2 separate regions of the Bos taurus genome follow, and region 2 is linked to region 1. The links are chromatin contacts, called in public Hi-C maps. All regions are on one chromosome and are shown on one strand. The core of a region is the stretch at or near the end of the contact, and the rest is flanking DNA. Distances in the headings are between cores, read along the strand shown. Region 1 overlaps TMEM50B (transmembrane protein 50B). Region 2 has its middle 28 kb from the start of IFNAR2.

The links. Hi-C and Micro-C count contacts between places; a contact is called where the count stands out from the background.
Region 2: a Hi-C map of liver shows a contact between it and region 1, with 2.4 times the contacts expected there. The contact joins two enhancer-like sites. A contact is called at or near these places in 3 of 11 Hi-C or Micro-C datasets (liver, skeletal muscle and skin fibroblasts).

The regions. Positions count from the first base shown.
Region 1 is chr1:2,079,192-2,083,283 of ARS-UCD2.0, reverse strand. It overlaps TMEM50B (transmembrane protein 50B), which reads right to left. Exons shown (of 7, transcript NM_001034786.2): 7 at 1-1,193. The coding sequence ends at 1,148. Among named protein-coding and RNA genes, the nearest start is that of TMEM50B, 35 kb to the right of the region's middle. Within about 2 kb of position 2,458, at least 17 of the 102 cell types and tissues checked have an H3K27ac peak or open chromatin away from gene starts, as enhancers often do. A contact at or near this core is called in liver, where this site is marked.
Region 2 is chr1:2,376,129-2,380,096 of ARS-UCD2.0, reverse strand. No RefSeq gene overlaps it. Among named protein-coding and RNA genes, the nearest start is that of IFNAR2, 28 kb to the right of the region's middle. Within about 2 kb of position 2,351, at least 21 of the 102 cell types and tissues checked have an H3K27ac peak or open chromatin away from gene starts, as enhancers often do. A contact at or near this core is called in liver, where this site is marked.

The sequences.
Region 1 (4,092 bases), core at 1,209-3,708:
GAAAAGTCCCTCTGGAGGAAAAAAGTGCAACAACAACAAAAAACCTGTTGAAAAGTGCAACAAAAAAAACAAAGGAAAGCCAAAGTAGAAATAAAGACCCAGCTCTCCCTTTGAAATCTCTCAAGGGAATACACATAGTGCAAATACAGTATTTCATACTCAGCAAAAGAAGCTTTCAACTGGAGTAAGAACTTTCAGGTTAAAGATGTATTTGGCAGGGAGAGTTCACCTCATGTTTTGAGAGCTGAAGCAAAGACAGACCTGCAGTCAAGTCACTGAGTGGATGAAATGCCTAATTTCTCACTAGGTCATGAGGATCCCCTTTGGGAAGAGTGCTTTTATCCTGAATCTAATTATTCCACTTTTTGTTATATGGTTCATGCTTTTAAACTGCAGTTGTCTTCAAACTTGCTTGATACAGAATTCGGTAACATCAGATAATAGTAGGTTGTCAAACGACAACGGTTTAAGCTGCTTTTGTTAAGAAGCATGTTGCTGAGCTGCCTACCAATCTTTTTACATCAGCCGTGTAAAACTGAGCTTATGCGACCATGTATTACCCTTTCTCAAATAAAGTCTTAGTAGAGGAATTGTTTTTTAGAACAGATTTTCAAACTAGTCCTTCGGGCATTTTTAAAAATCTTCATATAAAAGTCCACTTTTTTTATACATAAGAACAAACATTTTTCCTTTAAAAAAAATCTAATTTTTAAGCCAAAATAAATTACAACTTGCTAAAATACCCCTTTTAATGGCTCAGTGCTTATTTCAGATATGTGGAACTGCATTTTTTGCACATCTTTGAAAATCAGGCAAAGTAGTTAATGCTACAATGACCATGATGATACAACCCTGGCTCAGGGAACATATTAAGCTTTAAGTCTTCAAGAATAAAAAAACTGACACTCCTCATCTCATCTATATAGTCTTACACTATGTACATATTAACAATCTAATTCAATGAAAAAAAAAAAGGACAGAAATTTCATAAAACTATTTAAAAACTCAGGGCTTTACATAAAAGTGTAAAGAGACAAAACATTTAATGTACAATCTATTCCATTTGGCAATGTGTAAACTATACTGAAATAAAAAATTATCTACAGATAGAATATAACAAAAGGAAAACGTGATTTGAGAAGTGGTCTCAGGTCCACAGCTCTTCAGTTCTTCCAAATTTGTAGATCAGAGTGCTGGAAAGATATTAAAATAAATTGTGAGGTAAAATCACATAGAAACACAATAGAGAATTCATTTTCTAAATATGCTTTGATGGGTACCTCACTGATCCTTTCTATCAGCTTCTAAAATTAAAGACTGTGGTGCTGTTGGTCTGAATTTGCTTGTTTTATAAAGCAGTCTGTGGACCTCATGGCTGAGTTTAGTATCTTCTTAAAGCCTAAAGTTACTGGATAGGACACCAGTAAAGGAAAGAGCACATTTCTCATCGTGGCCAGCAATAAGGTCATTCACATCTCTAGGGTTCTACAATATCTGAGCTACAAAAACTGAAGCATCCTAAAACAGACCATGACGCAATTCTTCATTCATTTACAGAAAGTTACTGTACAGAGTGCTGGCTGGGCATGAGGCACCTGGCTAAGCACTGGGAATGGGACTGTGAGCCAAAACTAGACAAATGTGCTCACCAGTGGGAGAAAACCAAATCCCAACTCAGTGATACCCATGGGACCAAGAGAGAGAAATACAAGGATCAGACCTAGTTAGAGGTCAAGGTTTTCCTAAGGAAGTGATGACTGAACTGAGATCTAAAAGAAAGGGAGTGTGGGACTTCCGGGGTGGTCCAGTGGTTAAGAATCCACCTGGCAATGCAGCAACATGGGTTCGATCCCCAGTTTGGGAAGATCCCATATGCCACGGGGCATCTAAGCTTATGCGCCACAACTACTGAGCCCATGCACCTAGAGCTCACACCCCGCAACAGAAGCGGCCACCGCAGTGAGAAGCCCACACACCACCAGCAAGAGCAGCCCCCACTCTCCACAACTAGAGAAAAGCTGCCACAGCCCTGAAGACCTGGGGGGAGGCAGGGAGGAGAGGAGGAAGGAAGGGAGGAGGAGAGAGAGGAAAGGAAGAAATAATTACCTCAGCAAGGCATGAGGGGAAGAAGCAAAGGCCAGAAAGATAGGACACTCTGGGACCAGGAGTTTGAGCTCTGGGTACACTGGCTGTGTTAGATTTGAAACATTAGCCACTCAGGAAGGGATAAGTAAGAATCCAATACATGGTTTAGACACAGAGACAGACATCTGTGGCTCCCTGGCACACAGGTACTAACTGAAGTCCCCAGCAAAAAGGACCTCATCGAGAGAGGGAAGGAGTCTAGAAGAGGCCTAGAGCAGAACCTTAAGAAACTTCAAAGGTGAGTGGCCAGGGCGTGGCGGACCAGCAGGCACAGCAAACAGAGGAGGAGGAGGAGCTGCCCTCTGCACTCAGAAAAGGCCTGGCACACGGGAAGCACGGCTGGCTGCGTAACTTGCTGGCCTCTGGGCGGAGCACACAGCTGGTGCAGCAGCCACTGCCCACGTGAGCACAGGCCTTTACACACACAAGGTTTCTGTTCAACCAACTGTCATTTACACAGGCTCATCTGCCCCTGCAAAGGGCTGAATCTGAATTTAAATTTGATCTCGAAACAGTGCCTAAGACATCTTTGTGCAAATTCAATGTATTCCCAAAAGGGTGTCAGTCATGTGCCAAGAAATACAGTCACAAGACGCAGAAACAGTCACACGTCTTTCACAACCAAGAGTGCCCCAGCCGCGGTGCAGTAAGAGGGAGCCCAGGCACAGGGGTCTCCTGAGGTGAGCAGAGTCGAGACAGTGTCGAGAGTTCCGGGAGGCTGAGCAGCCAGAGTGTGCAAGGTGGAGGACAGAGAGCTAGAGGGTAGGGTCCCATGGGCTTCTGCCGAGTACTGACAGTAGATGCGTGTGTGGAAACTACCCAAGAAAAGGGAAGGAAACATTGGAAAGAACCATTCCCAGAGCTCCCAAAGGGCTGGGAATACCTCACAATCTCATAGCAGAGTGAACACCTCAGAACACATGCGGCATCAGGAAGAACACTGAGAAGTGCTCTCTGGCTTAGCAAGGGGGCCCTAAAGCTGCTCTGGGCCTGCCTAACAAAGCTTAAAAGCAAGATCCAAAGGATCAACTCGTTTCCAAATGACTGAGCTGCATTCAGAACAAAGCTCAAAAACATTTAAAGGAACACCCAAAAGTCCAGCTCCCAGTCAGCTACCAGCAAAGAGCAAACAGAGCTTCAGACCCAGAATGAAAAAAGGAAACAAAAGTAATCAACAGAAACAGACTGAGAATTGATACAATTAGACAAGGACATTGAAATAGTTATAAACATACTTCATATGTTCAAGAAGACAGAGGAAAAGCATAAGCATGTTAGGGAGAGACGTGGAAATGGTGAAAAAAATAAATGCCCAAATCAAGTTAACAGAGATGAAAAATACAATATCTGAGATGAAAAGCACACTGGATGGGAGTAATAGATTAGATGTGATGGAAGCAGACATCAGTGAATTTAAAGATATAACACTGGAAACTAACCCAAATGAAACACAGAGAGAAAACAAGAGAAGAAGACTTGGTGGGCAGAAGAGCGGTGGTGGAGAGGTAGGAAAAAAGCACGCAAAGAACGAAGCACCAGTGAGCTGTGGAACAACATCTAGCAGCCTACTATGTGTATAGCTGGAACCCAGGAGGGAAGGGTGGACAGAAAAAAAGATCTGAGGAAATACTGTCTGAAAAGATTCCAAGTATGGTGAAAACTATAAATCCACAGATCCAAGAAACTCAGTGAACCCCAAACAGAAGAAATATGAAGAAAACGACACCATAGCCCTCCATAATCCAACTCCTTAAAACCAATGACAAAAACAAACTTCTTCAACACTTAGATCTTAATGCTTCAGTGAGTGAGGAGTAGGGTAAGGGGTGTAATTTTATAAATGATGCCCAAAGTACCTACCTATCTTTACACTAAAAGACATTTTCATCTCAAAAAGCAAAGGATACAGGCTTCATTTTGGAAGCTTTATAGAAGATTACCCCTAAA
Region 2 (3,968 bases), core at 1,102-3,601, 300 kb before region 1:
TCCAGGACATGTAAAAAGATGAGGACCATTATCTATGAGGAGCAGCTGGTAAATGACCAAGAGGTTTTAGCCCTTTGTGACCCGTCGTATTTTCAGTTCCGTAAACCAGCCAGACTTCAGGTCCCGCCAGCCCGAAGGTCCCCTTGTGCCAGTTTGGTAAAGACATCTCCTCTGGACTAGGACAACCAAAGAATGGGCATCGTCTCGGGAACTGAGTAAACCCACGTCCCCATACGTGGAATCGAGCCCTGCATGCCATTCCCGAGTCTGCTCTGAGGGAGCTGCTGCCTTAGACATTTGCCCAAGGTGAAAGGCTTCCCCACACCACACCCCCTCTGCCTCCCCTCCCAAGCCTCGCCTTAGAGATGACTGGTAAACCTGCCCAGCCCCTCACAGCTGGAAGTTGCTCCCATTTTTCCAGGTTCATGTCACCCTGTATTTCTCCCTAATTCGCCTCATCACGATTACAGCACGTGTGTGTGTGTGATTGTCCTCCCCATGAGCACATAAGCTCCCAGAAAGAAGGATGTGTGTCCGTCACGCTCATTGCCATAACTCCTGCGTGTGGGCTGCACTCAGTAAATGCTTCCTGAATCTGTGGGTGGTGGAACGGAAGGGAGGCCCAAGTCAGGACTCATTAGAAGCTTCCTTATCCTTCTAAGCAGAATAGCTTGACCACACTCCTCACTCCATGAAGACTGGACATGCCAGGCGGTCCTATTCAAAATGCTGAGTCTATGCATCAGACAGGATCATGGAGACTGAGCCTGGACAGGTTCTGGGCTCTCACCCTCTGTTTTCTTATTTGCTCTCTGAACAGCAGAAGACAACTCTCACTTTGCAGAAATAATCTACAATAGCCAAGTGACCACGGAACACAGGCTGCCAACCGTTTCCATTTCATGGTGTCTGGCCACTACTCGCTTATTTTAAAATTATTAATTGGACACCTACCGTGTGCTACCAATCTAGGGGCTGATCTTTCCATTCTCTTGGTAGCTTTCAGGAACACAATTTGCTTGGGTTGCCCTCTGTTTTGTAGCGATGGAAGAGATGGAGACTTTCACCCTCTAACTGTGATGCACCTGACTTAGTCTCCAGACTTGCTGTCTCATTCATAGAACTTTCCACGAGAAGGAGGGTGAGGTCAGTAGAATGAATCTGACTTACAAGGAATGTGTGTTGAATAACCACAAACCAAGGCCAAACAGTGATTTCCTGCATAGTAAAAAGTACTTGCTTGAGGACTATTTCTAGGAGCACTAACTAGGTTAAAGATTTGCAGTTTCATAAAGGAAGTACTAGAAGAAGATTTTATGTGATTGCAAACTGATCTTCAATGGGACACCCCGAATGGCCACATCTTCTGTAAGGGGTTGGTGCATAGTCTTTCCCCCCAACTTCCTCCCGAGACTGCCCAGGCCACCCAGCCTTCCCCAGGGCCTCCCCACCCCTTCCTCCACACCTGGCACAATAGGAAAACCCCCCACCCCCAGTTGCTGAATATTTTAATAGCACCCCTACTTATTTTTGGGGCTCCAAAATCACTGCAGATGGTGACTGCAGCCATGAAGTTAAAAGACGCTTACTCTTTGGAAGAAAAGTTATGACCAACCTAAACAGCATATTAAAAAGCAGAGACTTTACTTTGTCAACAAAGGTCCATCTAGTCAAGGCTATGGTTTTTCCTGTGGTCATGTTTGGATGTGAGAGTTGGACTGTGAAGAAAGCTGAGCGCTGAAGAATTGATGCTTTTGAACTGTGGTGTTGGAGAAGACTCTTGAGAGTCCCTTGGATGGCAAGGAGATCCAATCAGTCCATCCTAAAGGAAATCAGTCCTGGGTGTTCATTGGAAGGACTGATGTTGAAGCTGAAACTCCAATATTTTGGCCACCTGATGTGAAGAGCTGACTCATTTCAAGACCCTGATGCTGGGAGGGATTGGGGGGGAGGAGAAGGGGATGACAGATGATGAGATGGTTGGATGGCATCACCGACTCAATGGACATGGTTTTGGGTGGACCCTGGGAGTTGGTGATGGACAGGGAGGCCTGGCATGCTGCAGTTCATGGGGTCGCAAAGAGTCAGACACAACTGAGTGACTGAACTGAACTGAACTGAACTTACAGGTGAAGGAATCTGTAAAGAATTCGATGAGGATTCTATATTCTTGATTCTATAAAGGATGCTGTAAAGAAGCATCTAAATACTTGGTTCTTAATTCTATGGTGTCCAAACATGAAATGCATTGTTTTCAGGGCATTTGGTGTTTATCACAGCAGAGGGAGCCCTTCCCTAGCTTAAAGGATGCTACAGACACGAACAAGATGGCTACTTAGCTGGCCAACTGCCCAAACGGCGTACCACAGACTGGGCGGTCTAAACAACAGACATTTATTTGCTCCGTTCCGAAGGCCAGAAGTCTGAAATTAAGGTGTCAGCAGGGTTGATTTCCCCTGAAGTCTCTCTCCTTGGCTTGTAGATGACTATCTACTCCCTGTGTCCTCACAGGGGCTTCCCTGTGCGTGTCCTAATTTCCTCCTTTTGGGCACCAGTTGTATTGTATTAGGGCCCAGTCTACTGACTTCATTTTCACTTAATCACCTCTTCAGAGGCCCTGTTTCTAAACACAGTCACATTCTGACGTCCTGGGGGTTCGGACTTTGACGTATGAATTTGGAGCGGGGTGGAGTGGGGTGGGGGGAGGGATACAATTCAGCCCTTAACAGCTAGCCATCCTGCTTTCGGTTTTGTTATTGCCAGGAGAAATATCAATAACCTCAGATATGCAGATGACACCACCCTTATGGCAGAAAGTGAAGAACTGAAAAGCCTCTTGATGAAAGTAAAAGAGGAGAGTGAAAAAGTTGGCTTAAAGCTCAACATTCAGAAAACGAAGATCATGGCATCCAGTCCCATCACCTCATGGGAAATAGATGGGGAAACAGTGGAAACAGTGTCAGACTTTATTTTGGGGGCTCCAAAATCACTGCAGATGGTGATTGCAGCCATGAAATTAAAAGACGCTTACTCCTTGGAAGGAAAGTTTGACCAACCTAGATAGCATATTGAAAAGCAGAGACGTTACTTTGCCAACAAAGGTCCATCTAGTCAAGGCTATGGTTTTTCCAGTGGTCGTGTATGGATGTGAGAGTTGGACTGTGAAGAAGGCTGAGTGCCAAAGAATTGATGCTTTTGAACTGTGGTGTTGGAGAAGACTCTTGAGAGTCCCTTGGACTGCAAGGAGATCCAACCAGTCCATTCTGAAGGAGATCAGCCCTGGGATTTCTTTGGAAGGAATGATGCTAAAGCTGAAACTCCAGTACTTTGGCCACCTCATTCGAAGAGTTGACTCGTTGGAAAAGACTCTGATGCTGGGAGGGATTGGGGGCAGGAGGAGAAGGGGACGGCAGAGGATGAGATGGCTGGATGGCATCACTGACTCGATGGAGGTGAGTCTGAGTGAACTCCAGGAGCTGGTGATGGACAGGGAGGCCTGGCGTGCTGCGATTCATGGGGTCGCAAAGAGTTGGACGTGACTGAGCGACTGAACTGAACTGAACTGAAAAATAATTTTAATATTTTAATACATTATTAAACTATATCTCTTTATACATTACATATGTATTACATATGGATGCATCTAAGTCACTTTAGTCGTGTCTGACTCTGTGCGACCCCATGGACTGTAGCCCACCAGGCTCCTCTGTCCATGGGATTTCCCAGGCAAGAATACTGGAGTGGGGTGCCATGCCCTTCTCCAGAGGATCTTCCCAACACAGAGATCAAACCCACATCTCTGGCAGCACCTCCATTATAGGCAGATTCTTCACTATTGAGCCACCAGGGAAGACCATATGTTATATATATTACATATTATATATTCATTTTGTTTATATTACATATGCATGTGTGCATGCTTCAGTTGACTCTGTGTGACTCCATCAACCATAGCCTGCCAGGCTCCT